2 separate regions of the Mus musculus genome follow, and region 2 is linked to region 1. The links are chromatin contacts, called in public HiChIP or PLAC-seq maps. All regions are on one chromosome and are shown on one strand. Each heading gives the region's core, a stretch centred on a gene start, on an enhancer-like site or on the middle of the called end of the contact. The rest is flanking DNA. Distances are from core to core; before and after follow the strand shown.

Region 1 (6,058 bases), core at 1,001-3,500:
GAAAAGATACAGCTCCCCCCAGGTATAAACTGATTCATCCTTACCAAGAAAATTAAAAAGAAGTCACTGCCAGAATATGCAGCGAACAAAAACATCTAGCAAAACTAATGAATGACTCTTGAAATAGAACATCAAAAATCTACATGTGCTTCAAACTTTCTCAAATTAGGGCCAGGCCTGGCAGCATCCTCCTTTAATCCCAAACACTTAGACCTCTGTGAGTTTGAGGTCAACCTGGTATACAAAGAGACCCAGGCTAGCCAGTGTTACATACACAGTGGAGACTGGTGCCAAAAACAAAAGGAAACTCTCCAGCCATAAAGAAATCAAAGTTGCTAGGTATAGTCCTAGATGACTGATCCCAGCACTCGAGAGTTAGAGAAAGGGAGGTCAGGAGGTCAAGTCACCTTAGTGAGTCTGAGACTGGTTTAGGCTAAATTAAACCAACTTCGTTATGTTAAAATAAGCAGAGCTCAGAGAGACAAATACCATATGTTTTCTTTCATATGTGTGAATGGATATTCAGTGTGAAGTGGTTGCAAGTGTAGAAATGTGACCATAAGAGCAGAGAATGAGATCTTAACGTGGTGGGGAGGAAGGACCAGAACACATGGAGAGGAGAAGGCAGCAATCTGGGCAGAAGAGATCCATCAAGGGAGGACAGCAGAACTGGGAAGGACAATGGGAGAGGAGGAAGAACAAAACCAAAAAGAGAAAGTAACAGACTATAAAAAAAGAAAAAAAAATCAATTGTTTACTAAATGAATTATTTAATGCAAAATTTAAATGTATTTGATGATTTTTAGAATGTAAAACTCCAGTATAGTAAAGAATATTGGAGAACATAGAACATAGAATTGATTGTACTTTTACAATACAAACCCCAGTATATGAGGAACCATTTGAGAGCACTGTTCTTATTTTTAGCTGTTTTTATGTTATTTACTTGTTTCCAATGGCCTTGGATCATGTTCTCGCACGTTCATTACCTTCTCCTATCTATCTCCCTCTTCCCTCCTGCTGCTCCCTGACTCTTCTCAAACCTTCACCTTTTGCTTTTCACGGATGCATTCTCTAATCCAGATCTCATATGAAAAGGAATGATAGTATCTGTCTTTCTATTCCTGGTTTATTTCCCTTAACTCACGTTAACCAGTCTCCAATTTCATCCAATTTCCTGAAAGTTACATAATTTCATGCCAAGTAATGTTACCAAATAACACTCCACTGTGTGTGTGTGTGTGTGTGTGTATACACTGTCTTTATTCATTCATCTGTTGATGGGCACCTAGGCTAATTCCATAACAGTGCAGAGGATACCCTGGTGTCTCTGTAGATTCCTTGCAGTGTATGTACAGGAGTGGTATAACTGGATCATATGGCAGATCCATTTCCGGGTTTTTGTGAAATCACCTTACCGACTCCCACGGTAGCTGAACTAATTTACATTGCCACCAGCAGTGAACATGGGTTCCATCACCATGCTCTGTACATCCTGTCCAGCTTTTGTTGTATCATTGGTAATCACCATTCTGAATAGAGCAAGACGAATCTTCATGTCCTTTCGGCTTGTATTTCCTTGATGGTTAAAGATGTTGATTTGTTTTTTTTTTTTTTTTTTTTTTTGTACTTATGGGTAATTTGTACTTCTTCTTTTGGCAACTGTCTGATCTATTTGCCCATTTATTGACTGAGTTTTTGGATGGCTTTTTACTTTTTAATTTTTTTATATAATATGGATTTTTAACCTCCAATTGATTAAAACGCTGGCAAGGCGTTTTCTTCTGTTCCGTAGGCTGTCGAGTTTCTCTGGCAATTGTTTCATTTGCTGTGCAGAAGCTTTTCCAATTTCATGGAATCCTGATTATAAATTTGTTATCATTTCCTGAACAGCTAGAGTAACATTCCAAAACTGTGCCCATGCCTACATCTTCAAGTGTTTTTCCTTCGTTTTCCTCTAGCCATCCTAAAGTTTCAAGTTTTACATTAAGAAAACAATACGTTTTATATTATTGCTTTTTATGCAGAGTGAGAACTATAGATCTAGTTTTACTTTTTTTGCATATGGATACCCAGGCGACCTGCCACCATGCTTTGGGAACTTTGTGGGCAATCCAGGGGCCGAGGCTGCAAAGGTTTACTTCTGAGTCTTCTATTGCATTGGTCTCCATCTCTTTATGCCAGTCACAGGATGGTTTGCTACTTTGGCTCAGAGCAGAACTTGAAATCAGCAGTTGTGGTACTTCAACATCAAAGCAGAGCTCTTGGGGCTGACTAGATTCAAATGTCAGCTCCAGAAATGACTCATTAGCTGGGTGAGTAAGACACAATTTGATTCCTGAGGAACTTTAAGGAGAGTTTCTGATACATCAGAAAAAAAAAAAAACTATTCCTTCACCGTTACTTACTATCTACCTAACCGCAAAGGGTGAGGGCCAGCAGACTCACCAGAAGTATAGGATAACTGGTTAAATTTAAATTTTATTTAAACAGTGAACAGTAGTTGTACGAGGCATACACTAAACTACTATGTGTTGTTTAAATGAAATGTAAGTTTCACTCTGCGTCCTGTACTTCATCTGGCAACCCAAGTGTAGCACTTCTCCTAATACTAGCTACTTTTCCTTCCTCTACTAAGCAAGCACACCATAGCAGTAGCATCAGAGGTCATGCTTTGTGCTGCGTGGCATGTCATTACACAGTCAGCTAGCAGCCCTTGTGAAGAATGGAAATAGATTTAATAGAATTTCTAACTTTTGAAAGGAAGTCGTAACTATTTGTAGAACTGTTTCAGGATAGTCAAAGACTCTCTGTTCCCATCTGTTCTTGATGTTTCTTCAAAGGACATGAATGTTTTCAGTAGCTGCTTTTACACAATTGGAGATGGTTAGAATATTTAATGATGAAGCTATGCACATACTTATAAAACTGGTCACAGCAAATTCACTCTCTGCCCATACATACACATTTAACATCACAATGTGGATTTTTAAATAAAGTTCCAGGACATGACAATCCTGTGAATTTTAACAAGATTTTATCTAAACTTCCACCTTAGGGACCAGAATAATCACTCACAGTTAAGAGCACATATTGCTCTTGTAGAAGACTTGGGTTGGACAACCAGCACCCATGTAGTGGCTCACAACCACCTCCAACTCTAGTTACAGGGGTTCCAATGCCCTCTTCTGGCTTCCAAGGACACTGCATGCATGTGGTAAAAATAAACTCAGGCAAGCACACACACATAAAAATAAATCTTCAAACTTCTAAATTAGCGTGAATGAATATTTTTGTCTGTACTTGATTTTTAAAGTATAATCATCCAAGCACTAAGAATTTTGAAGCCTCTGTTAAATACCATTTTATTTAATCAAAGATATATATTGAAATAAAAAAGAAAAGAAAACTTGAAACTTGACATTTTAATGTTCAATTTAAAAATATAAAGGGCATAAACAAAATGTTTTAAGCATTTCTTTTTTAGTGTCACTAAATTTTAGTTTGAACTCAAAGGTAATTTTGATCATTGAGAGACTTCAGCATAAGGAAGGTGTCTATGTAATGTTGACACCATTACAAAGCAACATCAGCCAATGAACCCGCGAATCTCTTGCAAGCTGCTTCACTAAATAAAACATCATTAATATGAATATCACCGAAACACTGATTGTTTTCCAAAGATCTATTTACTTCCAAATTAGAATAGATTTTCCAACCACAATTATTACAGCACAGCTGAGATCAGCATGACAAGCTTTTCTCTATCCATCTCTAAGCACGGCCTACATGACTCAGTCCCAAGTTATGAAGGGCTGTCATGTCAGACATAAAAGTTAGCAAAGTTACATTTTATGCTCCACTTTACAAATAACACATTTGTTAGCCTAGGATAATAAAAACATAGAGATTTGTCTACATAAAGAACAGAAAACAGCCCCTGTGAGTCACCATATTCCACTGACTAAAAGTCACAGTTTAAGGAAACTCTGTAGCCACCTAAGTTCCTAAGAACAAATGCACCACTGTTGGTAATTTAAAAAACAATGTCAAACTTGAAGAGTGACTGACTGGTGATTTTTCTAAGCCAGATAGTAATCTCAGGAAACAAACGATCAAACAAACAAAAGACATAGAGTTCAAGGGAGTCCTTTCTTATGTTCTACAGTGTAAATTATTTTCCAAAAACCAATACAATTTTTCCTAAGTTTAATGGATCCAATAATTTTTTAATTATCATGATAATCCCTCTAGTTGTGAGCACCTCAGTTAGAGTGTATCCTCGTGTGAACTCTGGGTGTTCCTCCTTTCAATATCCTTGTTTATCACTCCTGAGAGCATTTCCTAAAGCTGTGCACTTTCTAAGAAAGCATGCTGGGGAAAGTTGAAATAGTTGACACATGTTGAGCATAAGGTAGTTGGATAAAGTGGAATGTGGGGGTGGTAGGTGTTGAAAGATAAGCATTGCCCACATTAGGCTGTGCTCTGTGAGCCACAGAGAGGAATCTGCACTTTATTCCTAGAGCCCTAAGATGTCACCAAAGAGTTTTAAACCATATACTTGTGTGATAAGGTTTGCCATTTTTGGAACAACAGCTCCCATTCTAGGGGATGTATTAGGAAAAAGAAGGTGGCTGGAAGCAAAATGGCCAGTTAAGAGGACACTCTTGTGATAGAAGCCACACATCCTATAACCAGAACCAACGTACAAGCGAAAACTATCAAAAGAGACAGAACCCAGCAGCAGCCTGCGTGTGATAGGCAAGAGAGATGATTGCAAAAGATGAGCTCCAGGCTGCCACAATGCCAACCGCAGGGATGGTGCTGCTATTGATGAGATGCAAAACACAAAGCAGGGCTGGAGGTACAATCCAGTTGAGAGTTCCCAGCACCCGTGTGGAGCAGCTCATAAGAGCCTGCAGCTCCAGCTGCAGGGGATCCAACACCCTCTCCTGGCTTCTGTGGGCACTTGCACACATGTGGCAGCCACTTACACAGACACAGACACACACACACACACACACACACACACACATGTATATACATTTTAAAATGAATCATAAAATACACAGGATGAAGGAACACATAAGAACATGGAAGTGCCCAGCAAACAGTTATGCAAAGTAGAGTATATTCATGTAGCTGGTAAGCATTTTTAAGCATATACCTTGGTGGTCAGAGGTCCATTTCTGTGGCAGCATCTACTTTCTAACTGTGACTACACACTCACAATACATCTGATGCAGACTGTGTCTGGTTTACCTTTGATTGCCTAATTCTGCAAAACAATCTTGTCACAAATATTATGAGCATCACTGAATGAGTCAGTCAATAACAGTCACTTTGCCAAGCGCACCACAGCATGCAAAAAAAAAAAAAAATGATTAGCACTGCCAAAATGTCAGTGGAGCCAAACTTTAATGACCTTGGCTCCAAAAACGATGTGGAGCATCTATTTAAAGATTCAACATAAACACTGCAGAACAGGAGACAAGACCTACACGCTTCCTCACTCTACCATATACATTAATATGTATAAACTCAGTTTTCAATATGTGAATGAGTTGTATAATCTTACACAACTAAGAGATCCCCTTTTATATTATGACCTAAGGAGATACCATAGTGACGGGATAGGGCACAGTGTAGGTGTGTGTATTCACCCACACTGGCCTAAGTTATCATAGGCCCGGCATCTTAAGAGCACTGAAGAGTGATTTGACTAAATATATGTTGTAAGTGGTTAAAAGATAGTGTTTTCTGTGCATGGTGGCACATACGTATAATTCTAAGAGGTAGAGGCAGGGCGATCTTAGGTCATCCTGAGCTAAATAACAAGATCCTCTCTCAACAGACAGAGATAAATAGATAGCAATGAAAAGCTGAGGAGGTCGGGTGATTAGAATCCAAGGAGGAAATACTGGCTCAGGTCTCCAGGAAATATATGGAGACACAGTTGTAAAAATCTTCATATAGTTGTAGACTCTTTATTGCTAGCCAGTGGGCAACTTTATTGGTAGTAGATGAATTGATTGCAAAATCCTTTCTTTTTAAAGTA
Region 2 (6,058 bases), core at 2,155-4,654, 380 kb before region 1:
AATGGGTTCCCTCACAATAAATAATGTGATTTTTATAGTATCATTTATGATGCTATCTATAGTCATATATTTATAATTATGTACACTCTGTATATTTTCTAATAATTAGAAATTGGATATTGTGGATAAATATTGGCTCCATGGTAAAAATTTCCATTATAAAACATAAACTCTTGAATTAATATGATATTGGGAGGTCTGTTTCTTGAGCAATTCATTCTCTGTTTATTGATGGCTTGCATATCCAAGAACATCTACTAAGCTTCCTGCTTCTGCTGTGTAGTCTCCCATAGTCCTCCATGGTCTGCAGTGTGGATCCCAATTACCAGAGCAGTTGCCAAAGGGACGTTCCTCCTTGGCCTTCCCTTACCCTCCACAGAAGGTTTTGATGTTGGTAACATTTTTCTTCCTTTCTTTCTCAGATTCCTGAATCTCCTTCCTGGTGTCTCTGGCTCTCTTGTCCAGTTCCCTTTACATATTCTCTTCCTTTGTACATACATTTTTACAAATCTTTCAGACAAGTTTGCACTTGACTGTAGTTATGTGGTATCTTCTGGAAGAGAGGAAGCAATATGTTTATCATTTGTAAGCACAAGGCCTTAAGCCCCAAGTAATATTCATTCTGCCAAATAAATTAAAGATTACCAAATGCCTAGAAGAATATTCTAATAGATGGATGAAGAATTAGCACATAGAGAAGAGTCCATCCATACCATTCCTACCCACAAAGGACAGGAAAGTGATTGAGAAATAAATTTCCCTTGATAAAACTACTGAAGAGTTGTCTGTTCCAGCAATTGATGCAGAGAGTAACTAGCACACACATATTCATGTAATTGCTTCCATAGCTTTGTCTAACCCAGACACTGAGACAGTTCATTTTCCAGATGTCTTTCCATGAGGACCTCATTTGCCTCACTGCCTAAAGGAAATCTGCTAGTCCTGAGTATCTCTTTCTTGCATCAGACATTATGTATGGCCAGTTGTTGCAATGGCCTCATAGCTGCCTTTCCTATTTAAAGTCTGCACCATCCAGCCCTTTTTGCACAGTGCACACTGAGTGGTCCTGAGAACAAGGCTTGGAGTCTTCAGCTTGGCTTCTGTTATCTGTATCTCTCCAGCCCTGTCTTGTATCATTTCATCTCATATTCTATCCACTTCCCTGATGACCAGTTTTGTTCTTTGCACATATCACCAACCTTGTGTTCCCTCTGCAGCTGCCTGAATAACAGCTAGAGTCATATTACCTCTGCCAAGTTCCGTCATTTATACCACTGCTAAATGTCCTGAGTCGGCACAATCGCATTGCCTTTCTACCTACTACCACTGTCTACATAAAACACTGAGAACTTTTCATCCCAGCAATAAACCAAGCGGGAACAATAAACACCAAAATATTTTTGTTACTTAAGACAGAGATGGGATCATGTACAAGCAAGCTTCCTGCCTTTGTCTGAGAAATTTTACTGTGGGACTTGAGATGGCAGAGAGCCATGCTTCGGTTCACCGAGTGGCTTTATTTCACCTTATGTATTCAATCCTTCTTGAATTTAGGAACATGACTCTGAAATACCTTTTCTGCTGGCATCCTTCCATCTGGTTCTTCTCATTCTCACTCTTCCTCAAAATCTTGCTAACAAGCAAGGAAGAAAAAAAACCCAAGGGTGTGGCCAAGAGCTGTGGTTTTCTCCTTCCTGGTTCTGCTTGGTCTGCACTCTCCATTTCCAACACTGCTACAGTTGTGTGGCTTCCGTGACATTATTTCACCACTCCTAGTATTCTCATACCCCTAAAATATTATGTGAACTATGTATTGTACTTACTATTCCAGTCTGTCTCACTCACAAGTGAGTTCTCCAACTAAGATAAACTAAGATTAAAGTTTGGTCTCCAAGTATTTACCACATGTGAGGACAGAACAGATGTATGGCCTACTCCTTCCGAAAAGGACCTTGGGATTTTATAGCATGTTCTTCACCTCTCTTAAAAAAAAAAAAATTTGATTGAGGTGATGGTGGCGCACACCTTTAATTCCAGAACTTAGGAGGCAGAGGCAGGGAGATCTTTAGGGTTGAGAACAGCCTGGTTTACAGAGTGATTTCCAGGACAGCCAGGGCTATACAGAAAAATCAGATCTCAAAAACCAAACTGAAAAAAAAAAAAAGAATTTCTTTTGACAATATTATTGAAGTTTGCTGAGAGAAAGATTAGGTTGGAATGTGATTAATTACAAAACAATTGATCAGACTTAGTGATGTCTTGTAGGAAAACATGTCTGTCACACCATCATCTATAACTGATATGTGAGGTGGAGCCCATAGGTTAACAGTGTGTGGGAGAGAAGGCACTAGGTGGGGTGAAGGGTAGAAGGGAGGGGGAGAAAGGAAGACAGAGACTGCAAGACACCAAGACAAGAATCTTTACCCAAGATGCACTGAGACACAGAGGAGGCAACACTGTGGCTCCTTAGTTGAATGCCCACTGTGTGCCATGCCCCTCCATCCAGCTGTAGTTATTCACCACACTGTTATACACGATGACACTAGGAAACGCACTATGCAACAAGCATCATCATACTATTATATATGAATAATATAGTAACAGTAATACATCATTTTGGTTAATTGTTATTGATAATTATTCATTCATTAATATATTAGTAATATGATTATATTTTGCCACACCCAAAATATTACACAATCATCACTTAAGTGCTGGAAACCAGGTTTAAACCCCAAATTTATAACCAATTAAGCCTCTTCCAAACAAACCTGTAATTATAGTGTCCTGTATCACAAGAGAACACTTTTCCAGTTGCCAAGGGACCAGAGGGAAGGTACTCTGCCAGTCCACCAAACAGTAAGAGCAGTGGACTCTATCCCAGAGGAGCTGGTAAGTGGCCTTTATCTTGAATTACATGGGAGAACTTTTTAAGCAGTTCTGATTGAAAGAGGTGAGTAGGAGAAAGAAGATAAGTGTAAAAGTGGAGCCAGGCACCCGGAAGGGACCAAGAAACAAAAGTTGGCTGGGAAAGCTGAACTAGAGCCTGAGAAAATGACCTTTGGGCCACTGGTGGCCAGTTCAGCAGACAGACAACAGTAACAAACACATCATTTTCAGTCTGGAGAGCTAAGAGGGCCTGGAACAGCAGAGAAGAAGGAAAGTAAGCCACTAATTCTACTCAAGAGGCTGAGAGAGGGAGCCTCTGTTGTTTCCTCCTGAGCGTGTTCAGCCTTGACTGTCTGGAGATGGAGGAGGAAGGGTGCTGGCAGGTCCTGCAGCCTTGATGGACAGTAGGATTGTATGCCAAGCCCTCTCGGCTCCCACAGTCACTCACTCCTGCTTCACAGCTGGGAATAAGACAGAGTGGGGGTGGAAGTCACAGACTAGAGGGAGGGAACAGAGGAAGTGAAAAAGAAAGAAAATGCTCAACAGTCGTGTTGCTTCAGCTTCTCTGTGTGGAGGCATAGTCATCACTCACAGGAGACCCACAAGCAACTCCTGATCATTTTGCTGATTGGTGCTCTTCAAACACGAGAGCGACTTTCAGTAGGCAGTACAAATATGCTATACTTTATTCTCAAATGCAGAAAAAGACACCTACTCTAATAGTTTGTTGTGCTTAATAAGACCTAAGTTAATCTCTGCTATTACACATTCTTATGGGATTTCCAAAGATTGTTTGACATTTTATGATTTATTTTACCTTCCATGGAACCAGTACTATCTAACCCCACAGGAAGTGTGGTGACATTTTATCATTTAGAGGCCTGATCCTATTGAGTCAAAAATAAAGCATTTGTTTCTTTCCAGCCTGTGACTATGTTGTCATTATTTTGAACAGAAATGTGGCAACTTAGTAGTATGATGAACACTTACAGAGCCATGGTTTGCTCCTCATGTTCTAAACAGACCAGCATTAGCCAGGGCTGTCTGAGAAGACTTGAGTGTTATTTCTCCTTCAAATCAGCTTCATAAAGATTGATTTCTCCATAAATCATCTTCCTCCTACATCCTCCTGGATGCTCCCTACTGTACCATATACTGTCCTGTTCTACAGTCTATACTGCTAACCATTCATGTAGTTGTATACATATGTATGATTATATACAGACTTCCAAATGGGCATATGGAGACCAGATGTCAAAGTTAGGCATCTTCATCAACTGCTACTCATGTTAGTTTTGGGAGAGTGAACTGAACTCAGAGCTCATCAATCTAGGTAGGCTGACTGGCCGATAACTCCAGAAATCTACCTGCCTCTACTACCCTACATTAACAGACGTGTGATGTCATGCCCAACATTCTATGTGGGTACTAAGAGTCTAAACTCAGGTCTTCATGTTTACATGAAAGAACTTTACAGAGTGAGCCTTCTCCCAACCCCAACATTTTCTTATCCATTTCTCTATTAATAACACTTAGGCCATTTATCTTGGCGTTACAAATTATGCTTCAGTGAATATTGGAATGTAGGTGTCTGTTCAAGGTAGTGATTTTATTTTCTTAGACTTATAATCAGGAGTGGGTTGCTTAACCATATAGTAGTTCTATTTTTAATTTTTAAGAAGCCGTATAATAACTTTTGTACTTGCCATAACTGTTTATCTCCCTTCCATTAGAATAAAAAGTTCCCTTTATTCTCTCCATAGATCTGTCAATACTCTTTATCTTTGACTTTTGATCAAAGCCATTCTAGTAGGTATGATGTAATATCTCATTGAAATTTGATTTATAGTTCTCTGATGATTACTTCTAATGAGAATCTTCTTATTAAAAATTGAAATGTTGTATATCTTCTTTGGGGAAGTGTGACTAGAGAACTGGCAGAAATAAGGATGCGTTAGACAAGAGCAAATACATGCTTTCACAACAGGTCAGACATGCAACTGAGGCTGATCTACTTGATGGTGAAGCATCTGTAGGAGCAATCCCAGCATGGGTATCTTTCTCCATTTGGAATGGGATGGTGTGCCTCCTTGTTGTAGGGGCAGCAACACAGCCCCTGCTATTGGTGATAAGATTTAGTTAATAGCAGGTCATTATTTTTCTTTTTATTACACTTTTATTATTTAAAAATTTTAGATTTAAATATATTTTGATCATATTTCCTCCTCCTCAAGTCTTTCCAGATCTTTCCCCCCTTCCTACCCACCCAATTTTAAGTTCTTTTCCAAAAACAAGCAAAAAGCTCACAAAACCAAACACCCACAAACTCAAAACACTCTAAAACCACATCCAAACCAAACAAAGCAAAGCAAAATACTAAACTGTAATCAAATAAAAGGGTGCTCTCGCACATGCTCACATGCACGCACGCACGCACGCACACACACACACACACACACACACACACACACACACAATCTAATCATATGTTAATCTACTATTCCTGAACACGAGGGTTTCCCTGGAGTGGTTGATATATCCAGTGGAACTCTACTGGAGAAAATTGATTTTTCATCTCCCTGTAGGTATAAGTGGCAGTTCCTTTGTTAACCTTTATCCTAGTGGCTTTATCCATTCATCCACTCACCCATGCACCCAGTCAGTCTGTCATTTATTCTTTCATTTAAAAAAATATAACAAAATAAAATATAGCTTGCTTAGTCATCATCAGAGAAGCTTCCTCCTACAGCAGATGAAAGCAAATACAGAGACCCACAGCCAGCCACGATGCAATGCACAAGAGACCTTGGAACTACATGGGATGTGCCCATCAAACCTCTCTCCTCAGAGCTCAGGAAACCCTGCAGAAGAGGAAGCAGAAAGAGTAAGATCCAGAGGAGATGGAGGACACCAAGAAAACAAAATTGTCTAAATCAATGTGATCAAAGCTTGTGCAAACTCACAGAGACTGAAGCAGCAAGCACAGAGCCTGCGCGAGGCTGCACCAGGGTTGCTGAGTATATATTATGGTTTCCAGTTTAGTATTTTATGGGATCTTTACATATTCTAATAAGTGGGTCTCTGATTCTTTTACCTTCTTTTGGGCTCTTTCCTCCTATTGGCTTGTCTTGACCAAATTTATGCCATAGTTTTTCTTTTATCCTTTTTA

The links. HiChIP or PLAC-seq counts read pairs in DNA pulled down with a chosen protein or histone mark.
Region 2: an H3K27ac HiChIP or PLAC-seq map of regulatory T cells shows a contact between it and region 1, with 6 times the contacts expected there. The contact joins two enhancer-like sites. A contact is called at or near these places in 1 of 484 Hi-C or Micro-C datasets (bone marrow-derived macrophages) and 3 of 115 datasets of contacts at active chromatin or transcription factors (acute myeloid leukemia, large pre-B cells and regulatory T cells).

What each region holds. Positions count from the first base shown.
Region 1 is chr1:55,427,038-55,433,095 of GRCm38.p6, reverse strand. All of the region lies in intron 1 of Plcl1 (phospholipase C-like 1), which reads right to left. Among named protein-coding and RNA genes, the nearest start is that of Plcl1, 24 kb to the right of the region's middle. Within about 2 kb of position 2,250, at least 19 of the 459 cell types and tissues checked have an H3K27ac peak or open chromatin away from gene starts, as enhancers often do. A contact at or near this core is called in regulatory T cells, where this site is marked.
Region 2 is chr1:55,804,512-55,810,569 of GRCm38.p6, reverse strand. No RefSeq gene overlaps it. Among named protein-coding and RNA genes, the nearest start is that of Gm32949, 81 kb to the left of the region's middle. Within about 2 kb of position 3,404, at least 64 of the 459 cell types and tissues checked have an H3K27ac peak or open chromatin away from gene starts, as enhancers often do. A contact at or near this core is called in regulatory T cells, where this site is marked.